Regions from separate parts of the Zea mays genome. Here region 1 is linked to region 2. A link is a contact called in public Hi-C data. All regions are on one chromosome and are shown on one strand. Each heading gives the region's core, a stretch centred on a gene start, on an enhancer-like site or on the middle of the called end of the contact. The rest is flanking DNA. Distances are from core to core; before and after follow the strand shown. Region 1 has its middle 140 kb from the start of LOC103632337. Region 2 has its middle 9.5 kb from the start of LOC103632337.

Evidence for each region. Hi-C and Micro-C count contacts between places; a contact is called where the count stands out from the background.
Region 1: a contact with region 2 is called in a Hi-C map of tassel, with 2.9 times the contacts expected there. The contact joins two enhancer-like sites. A contact is called at or near these places in 2 of 25 Hi-C or Micro-C datasets (endosperm and tassel).

What each region holds. Positions count from the first base shown.
Region 1 is chr7:48,161,466-48,164,165 of Zm-B73-REFERENCE-NAM-5.0, forward strand. No RefSeq gene overlaps it. Among protein-coding and RNA genes, the nearest start is that of LOC103632337, 140 kb to the left of the region's middle. Within about 2 kb of position 1,281, at least 17 of the 20 cell types and tissues checked have an H3K27ac peak or open chromatin away from gene starts, as enhancers often do. A contact at or near this core is called in tassel, where this site is marked.
Region 2 is chr7:48,030,567-48,033,266 of Zm-B73-REFERENCE-NAM-5.0, forward strand. No RefSeq gene overlaps it. Among protein-coding and RNA genes, the nearest start is that of LOC103632337, 9.5 kb to the left of the region's middle. Within about 2 kb of position 1,320, at least 18 of the 20 cell types and tissues checked have an H3K27ac peak or open chromatin away from gene starts, as enhancers often do. A contact at or near this core is called in tassel, where this site is marked.

The DNA of each region.
Region 1 (2,700 bases), core at 31-2,530, 130 kb after region 2:
CTTCAGAAAACCCGCTACGGTTTTTGAGAAGGGAAATATAGGAATCCCTCATCTGAAAAGCCATCGCAACATGATCGACCCGAGAACCTCCCTATACCATAGCTCCTCTACCACCCTTGCCCCTTTCGGGTAAAGTATTCCTCCACTAGCTTTTCTAATTAGTCAGCCAGGGTGTCCATACCATCCTTCTCGTAGCACTGTTTTCCCAGGTGGTCGCTCCATGTTCCAATTAACATAATGATCTTATCATGAACAATAATTAAAACAACAGCAAAATTGGAACAAGATCATAATATAACATTAATTTCCCGAAAACAGGTAGAGCAATAGTAAATCTACCCGATAGTTCTTTTGTTTGCAAGGTGTGGGGTAAACAATACTAGGGAAACCTATTAGGTCCCATCGAATTATCCTGAGCATGTCACAGTGATTAACATAGACCATTATTAGGTAAAGAAGAGTGATCAAGGGCACAACTTGCCTGTGACTTGAGATTCCGTGGTACGTCTCCAAACTAGGTCTTCAAGTGACTTGTAACCTCGCTGCTACTCATAGCAATACAAACAAACATGGTATAGGCAAAAATTAACATCACACCAATCATGAGAACATATCAAAGAATAATGATCTATGCATCGTAACGAGATCGTGGGTTCGAGAACCACTAAATTCGGAGTTACGGTTAAAGAGTTATGATTTTCCGAAGTTTAAATGTCGTATGTAGAATAGATTGAGTGCATAGTTTTTAACCTATGTTTCATGACAAAATAATGTTGCTAGATGATAAATAATATTAATATGAGTTTAATGCAACTAGAATGGATAAAAAGGAGTTCAAATGAATTAAGTAGGAATTAAACAAGATTATGGAATTATTTCTATATTAAAAATCATTTTAGAATTAATTTTATCATTATACAGAAATTCCTGGACCGCGACCACTATTCTTTTGAAGTCCAGGGGCGGTTCTATAAATCTGTGGACCCATCTACGATGATTCTTGAGTCTAGGCAGACGGCGGGCTGATTTTAAAATAAAGAAGGGTCACTTTTAGAAAAAAAACACACAACGAAGGGGTATCGCAGAGCCATGGCCGATCGATAAAAAATCGATGGACAAGATAAAACTATCCCACCCATGAACCGGTATCCACTGGTGACCACAAGATCCAAAATCAGCGGCCACGATCCAAAATCTCCAAGATCTAATCCTACGCCTTCACCAGACATCCTACGGTTTGGATCTAACGTGGCTAGAAGGATGTGATGATATGATCTCGATCCCCGGTGTCCCGATCAACGGCTCATATTTGGTTACCCCTAGATCTAATCCAGTGCGCACAACATGGATCTGACGACCAGAGGGGCTTCTTCCCCAACCTAGTCGAGGCGAAGCAGCGGTCCGCATCAGCACGGTGGCGCAGCGCTGACTCGTGGCGGTGCCATGGCCGGAAAAGCCCTGACTTCCATCCTGGTTGCCAAATTCGACGCCACAAGGCGCCCATGATGCTACGGTCGTGGCGAATAGGGTGTGGGGCTCATCACCAGAGGTAGTTGCGTAGAGAGTTTTGTCTGCGGCAAACCGTGTCTCCACGGCTGAGCAACGACCATGGTGAGCAATCCCGAGGTTACTGGTGATCTTCTACCCAAGTAGTACAGTGCTACACTTAAATGGTCCAATGGCGAATAAGATGGTAAGGGTATTACCCAGGTCGATGTGGCTGTGATATGATGTCAGGGCACTGAACTAAGCGGCTCGCAGCGGCGCCACATCATCGATGAGGAATTCCCAGATGATGAGATCGATTTCTTGCTCACGGTACTTCTTGGGGGGCTTCCTCATGCTGTGGTGAATGCCCATGACCTCCCAGCAGGCGCCGATAGGCATCAAGGGTGAGGAGCGCTGATGGCAGTCGCGAGATCCCCCGTTCCTCCCCCATCTACCCACGACTGTGGTTTGACCCATTTGGGAACAAGGAGGGGGTCGCGGATGGTTTATATAGAGCCTAAGGTGGAGCATGAGGTGGTGATTCTCGGCGGAGTTTTTGCAACCAACTTGAGCTGGCTTTTGTTTGAACCCAGGAAGACGATGTCCGACACGCTGGGCCCACGTGGCAGGGTCAAGGGAATGAGGCGCGGCGCGGTTGAGAGGCTAGAGCGCGCGCGACCGATTAGGCTGATGACCAGGTCCCAGGCGTCAGCAGTGGAAGACGTTTGGGCAAGGAAAGCCGGAGCTAACGAGGTGGGGCCCACGCGCCATACACGCTAGAAAAAGAAAAAGGTGGGGAAAAGTAATTGGCCGACGGGGCATATTTGGCCCATCCGGCCAGGGTGGACGCCGAGACGGAGTTGGGCCGAGGAGAGGTTTCAAGCCCGAAATGAGGTATGTCCTCCCTTTCCATTTTGTTTATATTTCTTTTAGTTCCTAAATTCTAACTTCAAGTTTTGATTTAATCTGCTTTTAAAATTTCAAACTCAATTTAAATGTGCAAACAAATTACCCAGCATGATGCAACAAAATTCATATATTTTGCATTATTTACTAATTTATTTTAGTGGAATGCGTAATTTATTGAACTCGCACACTAGTAGGAAGTTATATTTGAATGTAAAAATAAAAGTTCATTCACACTTAAATATTTATTACACATTAAGTTTTAGGAGAAGTTAACATATAATCTTCATTATTGTTTTTAACTAA
Region 2 (2,700 bases), core at 70-2,569:
TTATTTTTAAGGGGGGGGGGTAGGATTTGTAATACCCAATTTGTAAAGGATAAGAAGAGAGTTGACCTCCTTATATGTTTTGCCCTCTACTTATTGGAACATGTGAATAACCATATTTAAAAGTGAATAATTAACAAACGACACATAAATACCTATGCATCATGTTGGAGTTTATTTGATTGTGCATTTATAAATAATAATAATGATAATATCAATAAAAATATATTATTGTTCAAATTGGGATTTAAGACCAAACTTACCGCTTAGAAATTGAAGATTATATAACGAATAAGAGAAATACTATATAAATATAAAGAAAAACATATATATAAATATATCTTTTGAAACTCGTATTTAGTTTGATTAGTGCATTTAATCAAAGTATGAAATTCACAACCAAATTGAATTCAATAAATTGAAATTTATAAATAAAAAGAAAAAGAAAACAGAAAAACAAAAGGAAAAGAAAAAGAAAGAATAAAGCAGCGCCTGGGCCGGTCTCCCCCCTCGGCCGGCCCATCTACTAATTCCTGCCGCTGACGCCATGGACTTGGAGGTCAGCCGCTGGCCTCGCGCGCCGCTACACCGTAGTTCGCTCACGTGTGGGACCATTCCGTCAGCCACCGATGCTGCATTCCCCGGCTCGCTGTCTCTGAATCGCGGGCCCGCGGTGCCAGTCCATCCTCTTCCCACGCGCGTCCGACTCCGTGGAGCTCGGAGCACCAGCGCGAGATGCGGGAGCCGTTGCTGGCACTCGGAACCGACCTTGGGAGGCTATAAAGAAATGGGCCAAGGACCAGCGCCCTTCTTCCCCTCCTAACCTAGCCGTCGTTAGCACCAAGGGTGAGGAGAGGAAGTGTGTCGGCCGCCGCTGCTGTGGTATTCGACTGGGCACCGTCTCGGGATCGAATTCGTGCCGTGGAGGTGTGCGCCGCCTCGTGGAAGTGGTTCCGGTCAACAATCGGGCGCGCACGACAGTGAACTGAAGGCAATTTCACGCCGGAGTCAGCGTGCCGCCACGAATCCACGTATTACCGTGGGCAGCGCTTCGTCGCGAGTAATTTTAGGTGAGTACCTCTCCGATAGCTTCGAATTTATCCTCGCATCGTGTAGAGACATGAAGAGGAACCTTTTGGGCTCGGAATGGTGGTCCGGCCAAGTCTGGCGATGCCGTTGCCGTGGTTGCTCCGGTCACTGCCGGCCTCCGCCGATTAGAATACGGGAGATGTGCGCCGATCGTCGATCTAGGGAGGTGCGGTCAAGATCAGATCTCAGCGTACCAGTTCGCTAGGTGGGAATCTGGAGCGTTGATGCGGTAACAGACGGTTTAGGTTAGATCGGGGCAGGAGCACCCCTCATCCGTCGGTTTCGGATCTGACGATCATGGCGGGTTACACGTTACCTATATCGCGATGATCTAATCTGGTGCGTCGGGTATGGATCGGACTGTCCGATATTCCCGATACCCTTCAACCGATCAGGTTTTCAAAAGAGCCCTTATGAATTTTGGTAAACAACCAGCCATCCATTGCGTATATAAAGTAATTACATGCGTGCTCTACAAATTTGTAAATAGACCCCTAGACTCCATGAAATAATTACAAGAACTTGTTTAATTCATAGAAAATTTATTTTAATTCCCTTTTAACCCATTCCAGTTGCCATAAATTTGTTTTAATATTTTTATCACTTGGTAACTCTGTTTTAGCATGAAACATAGATTAAAATTAATCACTTGGTTATTTTAGTACCAAACACATAAAACCTTCGAAAAATCATAACTTATTATATGTAACTCCGAATTTAGTGATTCTCGAACCTACGATCTCGTTGCGAAACATAGATTATTATTATGTATTTTGTACTCATGTTTAGTGTGATGTTAATTTCTCCTATATCATGTCTGTTTGTATTGCTTCGAGTAGACGAACCAGTGACCGAGGATCCAGGTGTTCAGCAGGTAGAAGTTGCTGAGCAGAAGCTCATTGAAGGCAAGTTGTGCCATTGATCACTTTTATTTACCCAATAATGTTCTCTATAATCATTTTGGCATGCATAGGCTTAATTTTAGTGGGATCCAATAGGCCACCCTAGTTTGGTCACCTTTACACCTTGTTTACCCCTGAACTTTTGGGTACTCTTTGCTATTGCTATATATGGTTTTGGGTGTTGAGATAACTATTACACATGGTCATTCTATATTATTATTGTTCTATTTTGTTCATGATAAGACTATTATGTTAATTGGAAAATGGAGGTTAACTTGAGAAACACGTGCCACCCCAAGGGTGGAATGGGACACCCTTGGCTGAGTAATTAGGAAAGCTAGTGGAGGTCTATCTTACCCGAAAGAGGCAAGGGCAGTAAGTGCCAGAGCGTGGAAGGATCGCCCCTTGGCCGGGATAGGGACACATCCTGATGTGAGAGACCGACCCTAGGTAGTATTAGCATACATAGAACCAGAGAATCGAGTTGTCTTGTCATAGGATACCGGAGAGCAGGAAACAGAACGGACCTTGTAAGAAACCTCCCATCACCACACCAAGGAGAAGGAAGCTAAGAAAAAGGAACCCTTCTTGGATTGTCTTGTCTATGAAACCTATCCTTACCAGCTAGGAATCTGTCTTTTCACCGGAAACCTTGCTTGTCTTAGTCATGAGTGTGTGTAGCCATCCCATGTATTTGCTTCTCCCGATGTAG